3 separate regions of the Zea mays genome follow, and regions 1 and 2 are each linked to region 3. Evidence: chromatin contacts called from public Hi-C data. All regions are on one chromosome and are shown on one strand. Each heading gives the region's core, a stretch centred on a gene start, on an enhancer-like site or on the middle of the called end of the contact. The rest is flanking DNA. Distances are from core to core; before and after follow the strand shown.

Region 1 (3,087 bases), core at 154-2,653, 240 kb before region 3:
TGCTCCACATGTTCCTCCGGCCCGGAGGCTCCGAAGAGGACACCGACGCCGCTCGCGTCGAGGCCGGCGAGGCGCTCGCCATGCTGGCCCTCGAGAGCCCGCGCAACTGCGAGCGCATCCTCAGAGCCGGTGGCAGCTCGAGCTCGGCCACATCCACCGCTACCGTAGACAGCCTCGTCGACGCGCTTGGGGACGCCGCCATCGGCGTCGGGGCGGGCAGGATCCTGATGAACCTCTGCGCGTACACCGGAGGCAGCAGCGAGTGGTTCCCGCAGCTCCGCCGCGCCACGCGTGCCGCGGCCACGGTGCTCCGGGAAGTCGACACGGTCAACGAGTCCAAGCCGCTTGAGGTGTCGCTGGGCTTCGCGGCTCAGCTAGTGAGGCTGATGGGCCCACACGAGCTGGCACACCATCTGGTCAACGCCGGGGTCAGCGAAGCGGACCTGGTCAGCCGACTGGTCAGCGTGCTGGCTACGCACGCCTGCCCTTCGACCAAGGCGCCGCGGATCCGAAGGTTTACGGTCGACCTCGTCATCGCGCTGCTGAGGACGCCGCCGGCGCGAGAGAGGTGGCTGATCGCCGAGGCGATGGCCGCGGCGGGGATGGGCGCGGAGCTGCGGCGCGTGGCGGAGACGACGTCGGAGCTGGAGTGCTTCCACGTGTTCTCCGGCAGCGCAGGGCTGATCAGGCACGCCGTCGGGCTCGCCGCGCTCGTCGATACGGCGCTGGAGCTCATGAGTACCGTCGCCGAAGCCGATCGAGCACCCGTGTGAGCGAAAGCGTGACAAGTGCGTGCGTGTGAGTGTGACTTTGTGTTGCTGTTGCGTACAGGCGAGAGGAGAAGTAACAGGGATTCTTCGGTAAATTCAAATGCATAAACAGTATTATTTCATTCATTGGTTTTTTTTTTTTGCATGTAGTTACGTGACTAATGACTGGGTGAATGGATGAGACGGGTTCCTCAATCCTGAATTCCTGACTCTTGCTTTTGTGTGTGTGTGTGTGGACGTTGTCATTTCTTTTGTGTTAAAGCACTGGATGGATCCGGATATTGTTGTGCAAAAAGAAAAAAGTCAAGTCACTGACAAATTTCTAGCCAATACTTTAAGAAAGGAAACTAATCGAAATCTAGCTAATTATTTATAAGGAATCTCTATCTCTCTATTGTTCTGTTGTTGAAAAGGCGTACATAAAAACTTTTTCTTTGTACCCAACTTCCGATCCGATGGTGCGACTGCGAGTGCGAGGAGGCGATTGGTAATGGCACACACTTTTTTTTATAAAGATACGGGTAGCCAATTTGACTTGGCCTGCCAGTTCCGCGCAGCCCCCTCCAAATCCATCGATAAAACACACAATAAATCAATAATAACCAGAGAGTCAGTTTGCGTGGATTGCCATCGCCCCTTCCTCCACCTCTGCGCTCCACCACCTAATAATTGATTCCACTGCCAATACCTGCGATGAGTGCCGCCATGCCGCCGGCGATGGACCCCGCGGCGGCGGGGGAGATGGCGCGGGAGGCCGCCGCGTGGTGCTCGCTGCACGGCCTCGTCGTCGGGGACCGCGCCGACCAGGTGAGCCTGAGCTGCTGATTCTCAGCTTCCCGCTTCCTCTTTGTCGTGCTCTTACTAGTGTTTGGCTGGGAGGGATGAGATGGGAACAGACCTGTTCCTAGAGGCGTTTGGATCGCGGGGTCACGCGGAGAGTCTCCGTCTTATCGACAAGGTTGACCAATCTGTGGCTGTACCGGATTTATTGCTTAGGTCTCCTCTCTTTTTCTGACACTAGCTGCTCAGACGCCATATTGGGATTGGGACTAACCGTCCCGTTCCTCTATTTCTTTGTTCACTTAGCTTTCACAATGTACTATTGTCTCCAACATGGTGGCCTAACTATTATCCGGGGTCCAGACTCCTGAAAGACCATCTTGATTGAACCCCCTGCAGAGATCAGCAACGGTCCCTGGTGTTGGTTTGGTCCATGCTCCATTCTCCTTGCTCCCAGCACATTTTCCAGAGTCCTTTTGGAGGCAGGCGTGCGAGCTCGCTCCCGTTTTTAACGAGCTTGTGGACCGTGTTAGCATGGACGGGAATTTCTTGCAGAATGCTTTGTCCAAGTAAGTTTTTCTTCCTCTCCAATATTGCTTTCTATTAAGATTATCATTCGGTGCTCTGTTTGCCGCTTGCATTCATAGGATGACAATGTTAGTTCACTGGAACTTAGCTAATCCTCTCGGTCCTGCATTGCCAGAGTGCACTGTATGCTCTCATTGGATCAGATTGTTGAAAATTTTAAATAATCTGTCTAAGTTTTGAAACTAACTGTTCTGTTACGAGTGAATGAAATAACAATCTATGCCAGAGATTCGAAATTTCTATGAAACTGTTGGACTGATGGGATTGGCTTCATTTTATAATTTCAGAACAAGGCAGGTTGATGATTTCACATCTAGGCTCTTGGAAATTCACAGGAAAATGATGGAAATAAATAAGGAAGAGGTAATTTGATCTGCTTTACTCTCTTCCTTTTTTACAAGGAAAATTCACTAATCTTCACCACTGAGTTAATTGCTGCACCTCGCTATTATTAAGCACTTTTTTCTCTAAATTTGTGGTGCTAACATCGTAACCTGAATGTTAAGTATCAGTAGGCATTATCTCAAAAATCTTTTCTCCATCATCTTTTTGGGGTTGAGGAGGGTGATAATGTTTTCTGCATGGAATTATTGAACAATGATCCAATATTTACCAGAATATTCGCTTGGGGTTGCACCGATCAGATTATATGCTGGATTCAGAAACAAGTTCTCTTCTTCAAATAGAGCTCAACACCATTTCAGCATCATTTCCTGGGCTTGGTTCCTTAGTTAGTGATCTTCACAGGTAACACCCAACCATTAATTTCTATAATGAACTATAACAAACTCTCTTTCTATATGTGAATGTAGTTTCTCTTTTTTATAAGCTGATAAAAAATAGAAAAACTTCGCATGTGTTATCTCAACATAGCAGGTCCTAAACCCTAGTAAAGGAGGAGGGTTATGATAGGATTGGTGAGTCAACGTTAAACCTAGCTTTTCTCACA
Region 2 (2,923 bases), core at 153-2,652, 140 kb before region 3:
CCGCTGGCTTATTCACGGGCAACGAGCCACGTGGCCGCATCGGGTCTCCGCCTGAGTGGGGAGCGCATGCGCAGAGTAAGGCCCGACCACGTGTTAGTACCGGACCCTTGCTCATGCCAGGGTTTCCCCTGTCCCGGGACCTCGTTGCGGCCCAGACCTTTCTCGAAGAGATCTGGACCCCATCCAAGGGACCCGACATGCTTACTCGGGAGTCCCGGGCCATAATCGGGGGTCCAGGTTGTGCGTACAGGGGTCCGACTCGACTGATACATCCTGGATGTATCATCTTTCCTTGCCACATGGTGCCCCTTGAGCTGCCCATGTGGTGGGGTCGAGCGCTGTTCACCGTGTGGCTAGGGAACGGCGTACGGGCACCGCGTCTTCATACTGTAGTAAGGGGTACCCCTGATTCAGGGTACCGACAATAATTATGTAAACTCCTTGAGTAATTGGTGTCTCATGTGTGATTTCTCCATGGCGTTGCTTCATAAGGATCACAAACATATTTGTCTCACCTTTTGAAGCAAACATAAATCAAACCCTGTGACTTGTACCATATCACCATATATGAGTTCAAATCATGGCTTCAAGTCACCTTACTGATGCATCAACATGTTATAACTCTTCATAACTGATTAGTTCACCGACTTAGTGCAAGTACTCTCTTCTTCACCTTAACCATGGTACTTCGGTCCACAAGCCGTCGCTTGGCCTTCACCTTCGCTTAGTTCCTCGAAGCCCTTTCCTTGCTATCTTCACCCTATCAAACCATCTTTGAGTCACATTATATTGATCATCCATTGAGAGAATCATTTCTTCGATATTGTGAACCTTGCTTGAATGTCATCTAGATATGCTAAGATCAATCAAGCTCTAGTTTGATTCTCATAAAAGCATATATGGACTAATAGTAATATGGCCAAGCCAATTCACGATTTCTCATATCTTATTCACTTTGGCTTGACCAATCCTCTTAATTACTTCAACCTCTATTATGATCATATTTATGCATAGTGGTTTCTAAGGTCTTGTCCATATATTCAAACCAATATAGAGACCGTATTATATCCATTTGCATTGTCTCACTGGTTATTTAACCTTGTGTTGAACCTTTATTCACTGATCATTATACACTATTCAAATATGTTCATCATACTGAATTTTCTATAATATAAAATAGTGTTTTGCACGACCATAAATGGTTAGAGACGTTATACCGTTCTTGTTGCCTTGTTTATGTCCTAGCAAGATTTTCGTTGATAAGAGAGGAGAGCCATAAACAGGTCGTCCGGCCTGGCAAGCCGAGGTTTGTCCTGCGTGGTGCGGCTTGTCTCTGGGCCGGCTGCTCCCACAAGCTATCTGAGCCGCTGCTCCATTTGATCGGACAGTCGACACCGTCCGAGCGGCGATCAAAACCACCTTCGACGACTACGCCGAAACCCTAGCCTCTATCTCATTCCACTCCGACATTCACGTGCAGCTGTCGGGAGCAGGCAATGGCGCCGGATCTAAGCGAACTCGCCGCCGCCGCTCCAGCCCGTGGCGCCTACCTCGCCGGCGTCGGTGTCGCGGTCCTCCTCGCTGCCTCCTTCCTCCCAGTAGCCGAGTCGTCCTGCGTGCGAGGTGCACCCTCACCCTGCCGAGCTTTTTGCCACTGAGACCAGCACTGCTAAGTGCTAGTGGGGTTTGGGCTTAACTGGCGTGTTAAATAGCAGGCTGGGTCTTGTTTTGGTCGTTAGGGAGTGGGGGAAGGTTGAGGGGAATTGGGCTTAGTGGCTCGGTTTGCATTGGGACTAATTGGGGTAGTTTAGGTTAACAATCAAATTAGGGTGGTTTGGTGTGGGCTCCAATAGTTTCAGCCCATGGGCCCCCCAAGCCCGCGCCTCCGCCTCCGCCTCCGCTGCCGGCCGTCGCAACGACTCCAACTCCACCCAAGTCCACTACAGGCCTACAGCCTACTCACCGGGTTACTACTACAGTTCGCAACTACATCCAGATTCCAGGCTAATGCTAATCCTTAGGTTGGAGATGGGTTGGAAACAGATTGAACTTGCGGTGACATAAATGGATTGGTTTGGTTTGGCTTGGATTCTGCAAGTTCACACGCTTAATTCAAAGTATATCTGGGTGGATTCAGATTGATTTACAGCACAACAATTCCCATCTGCCACCTCAAAGAATGGATTCACCATTTGCCACTTCGTTTTTTTTTACTGCCATTGGACATGCGAAATGGCCATGCTGCCCATAATCCTAATTGATTATGTGTAGTTAGCACTCATTGCTCTTCAACCTGCAAAAATCAAGCATAGTGCCATGCTGTAGTTTGCCGCTCTAGATCTACATGAAATGGATCCCAACCCAAAATACAGCCTATCATCTCAATTCACGCATAGCCACCACTCAAGCAAAGTAAATTCTGAACTTGTTTTTAAGTGGCCAAATCGATCTCCGTGAGACCCATTACAACAGCAACCAACTTATTTTGACTCACTTGGAGCACAACGGTAGTAGGGGTTGGGCTGCGTGCTGGAGCAGCAGTGGTAGTAGTGGTGTCTTAGGCCTTCTGCTTCTGCCAAGCTCAACTCTGCACCCAAGAAGGTGACTGGGTCTGACTGGGAGGAGAAGCAGTTGTAATAGTCGCTTTTGCAGTCTTCTGCTTCTGCCGAGCTCAACTTGCCACCAGAGAAGAAGGTTACTGTTCTGTGGGGGAGCATCGCAGTCTGCTGGTCATGCCAGCTAAGAACAGAGCTGCATGGCCTGTCTTTGGCCGTCAGAGCGTGGAAGCACTGAAGGTTCTGGCAGCATTGACTTCTGTGTCATCATCGTACAGTGGTAGAAAAACTAAGGGAAGTTGAATGGACCAAACATTAAGATCTTGGTCAATTGGGGTAAGGGGCAATATCGACTAAAAAGAGTAAAT
Region 3 (2,825 bases), core at 156-2,655:
TGCTTGCAATGCATTCCACAATGCACCTTCGACTCCTTCACTTGAGTTTGTGCTCGAAGAAGACATGGCGTGAAGATGGGTATAAAAGGCGAGTTTGGAGGATAGAAACGAGATAAAATGGTGTGTAATGAGCTCCACCCAGGTAGAGATATTTATGGATGGAGTGGGGATGAAATTTAAGTTTTTTTGCATTTCTTCTATTTATTTAGACTTCAAACGATTAAAAACGGCTAGTGGTAACGGATAGCATCCGAAGTTGTCACCTTATTATCGCCCCTTCGCTCTCGCCCGCGAGACGCCACCGCCAACACGCCGCTCGCCTCCCTCTCGCTAGGGAGCGCGCTCCAGCACGGGCAAGAGCGAGGCAGTGGCAGCATCGTCTGCCGAGCTGCACCCGTCCACCTATTGCCCCGCTCCCCAGGGGCGTGCCCATGTAGAAACAAGGGTATTCAATTGAATACCCATTTTTTCTGGCAACAAAATTTATGTATATGTATACATATTATGTTTATACACTAAAATATTGTAAAAATATAAAATAACTTTGTTGTATAGGCTTACAGCTATTTGTCCCCAAACTTCGTTTTTTGCTGGCCTTTTTCATTTCCCTGTCATGTGACTATGGATAACAATCGCGTGGTTAGAAACACGAGTATATGGTTTACAAATCCATAACTACGAGACAAAATTAAATCCATACTCGTACCCATATACGTTCATAGGTATAGATCTATACTAATGTTAAATACACATCGGGTAACGGGTATGGATACTATATATTCATACCCACAAAAAATTATCATCTCATACCTTATTATATTTATACTCATACCCGTGGATAACAAATTATAATATATCTGTGTCCGATGGATAATTATCCGTTTCTCATGGATAACAAATTTAGGCTATAAAAAAATTATGTCTACTAAAATTTCGAATACTCATACCATAAATTTAATCTTGGGCCCGCCCCTACCGCTCCCGCTAATTATGTCGGTCGATACCGTCCGGGCTATGTGCTGCATTGGCACCAGCCTTATTGGAATAGAGCAGTGACGAGGTAAAAAAAATCTGCCAATGGCGTATGCTCTAAAATAATTTTAGCTACAGATATAGAATTTTTGATTTTGTAGTGACCCGTCGGTAATTTTACTGGACTGTATATGGACGAGAGGTACAGTGTTCTGAGTGAGCCTCTGAAAAAAGAGCCAGTCGGTCGCTGTCGTCACTTTTCTGCAGCGGAAAGGCCACGGTCGGGTCGTCAGAGTTTGAATCCGGTCTGGCCAGTTTTGCGTCGCGCCCCCTCTCCGTTCAAAACTATTCGCGTTTCAGTCCACTTGTTCTGTCCGCCTCTTCATTAATTGCTCCACCTCGCTGACGGAGCTCTGCTGCTGTCTTCAAGAAGCAGAATAGGAGTGAGGGAAAGCCCGTTGCTTTCGCTTCGGTTTTCTCCCAGAACTCCACCGAGAGAGGGGAAGGACTCCACAAGGAGAGGGGCCGAGGGGGGAGTAAACTCGGGTCCGTGTGACGGCAGAGAGTTTCCGACGAGGAGAGAGAAGCAGCTGGGAAGGGCACTCACGGAGCTTACAGAGAAAAAAGGGGTCGAGGTTCATGCCCGTTTGGTTCCTCGGTTGCTGCGTGAGGCGGCCGGAGGAGTCGTGAACCGGGAATGACGGGGGTGGTGGTGGTTTCCAGCGCGGGGTGCAAGGGTGGCGGCGGGGCGAAGAGGGCCGCCGGCGGCAGAGGTGGCGGGGAGGAGGAGCGGCGGCGGCGGGCGGCGGTTCTGGAGCTGCTGCTCGCGGCCGTGCGGCGCTCCGTGGTGGCGTGCCGGGTGGAGCGCGGGGCCGCCGGAGCCGGGTGGCCGGCGAGAGAGGAGGACGCGGCGGTGGCGCTCGAGGAGATGGAGATCGGTTGGCCCACCGACGTCCGCCACGTCGCCCACGTCACCTTCGACCGCTTCCACGGCTTCCTCGGCCTCCCCGTCGAGTTCGAGGATGAGATGCCCTGCCGCGTGCCCAGCGCCAGGTGAGCAACCGTCCCCACCACCTCCTTGTCTCCCTCCCGCGTCACCGTAAGATTCAAAATCGAAGCTTCCGTAGAAAATTTCGCTTACGGGGCAAGAGTCATACTGAAAAAAATTGATTTTCTGAAGGATGAGTTTATGATTTTGAGTGCTCCCAGTTTGGACTTTGGAGCATGTTCTTATCTGAGGATGCTGTTCCGCCAGAGTTCTGATAACTAGAGCAAAACTTCAGTTCCTGCAGATGTATGCCTGGATTTTCAAAGTGCAAACATGAGTTCAACTGATGCATTTAATTCCTATTCCTTATGCACTGTATTAAGCAGATCTTTTGTGCAATTACAGCAACATTGGCACTAATCCGGTGGAACTCTTATTCCTGAGTCACACATTGTAACAAGTCTGAATTTGTGTTGGACCGTATGAATTGTCCCCCAAGCTTTGCCAGTTGAACTCATCAATCCATGACTTGTGAATTCATCAAGCTCATTCTCTTTTATTTTCTCTAGCGCCAGCGTTTTTGGTGTCTCGGCTGAATTGATGCAATGCACATACGATGGCAAGGGAAATTCAGTCCCCACGATATTGCTGCTCTTGCAGGAGAGGCTGTATGCCCACGGGGGGCTGAAGGTTAGTCATGTGGCATGAATCTATTATAAAACTAAGACTTTTGAGTGTTTGTCATGTGACATGAAACTGATTTGCTCCTATGGAATTACTAAAATTCCATTTTCAGTCTGAGGGGATCTTTCGCATTAATCCAGAGAATGACCAAGAGGAGCACGTGAGGGACCAGCTGAACAAA

What was found. Hi-C and Micro-C count contacts between places; a contact is called where the count stands out from the background.
Region 1: a contact with region 3 is called in a Hi-C map of ear, with 4 times the contacts expected there. The contact joins the promoter of LOC542055 here to the promoter of LOC100284822 in region 3. A contact is called at or near these places in 5 of 25 Hi-C or Micro-C datasets (bundle sheath, ear, endosperm and 2 more).
Region 2: a Hi-C map of tassel shows a contact between it and region 3, with 5 times the contacts expected there. The contact joins the promoter of LOC542232 here to the promoter of LOC100284822 in region 3. A contact is called at or near these places in 8 of 25 Hi-C or Micro-C datasets (bundle sheath, ear, endosperm and 4 more).

The regions. Positions count from the first base shown.
Region 1 is chr3:135,378,613-135,381,699 of Zm-B73-REFERENCE-NAM-5.0, forward strand. It overlaps LOC542055, which reads left to right and starts at 1,404. Exons shown (of 13, transcript NM_001111692.2): 1 at 1,404-1,577; 2 at 1,950-2,119; 3 at 2,426-2,501; 4 at 2,755-2,885. The coding sequence starts at 1,464. LOC100383326 (ARM repeat superfamily protein) reads left to right here. Exons shown (of 1, transcript NM_001175984.1): 1 at 1-963. The coding sequence ends at 773.
Region 2 is chr3:135,483,393-135,486,315 of Zm-B73-REFERENCE-NAM-5.0, forward strand. LOC542232 (auxin binding protein 1) reads left to right here and starts at 1,403. Exons shown (of 5, transcript NM_001111842.2): 1 at 1,403-1,623. The coding sequence starts at 1,497.
Region 3 is chr3:135,618,878-135,621,702 of Zm-B73-REFERENCE-NAM-5.0, forward strand. LOC100284822 reads left to right here and starts at 1,406. Exons shown (of 5, transcript NM_001157717.1): 1 at 1,406-2,025; 2 at 2,530-2,650; 3 at 2,757-2,825. The coding sequence starts at 1,670.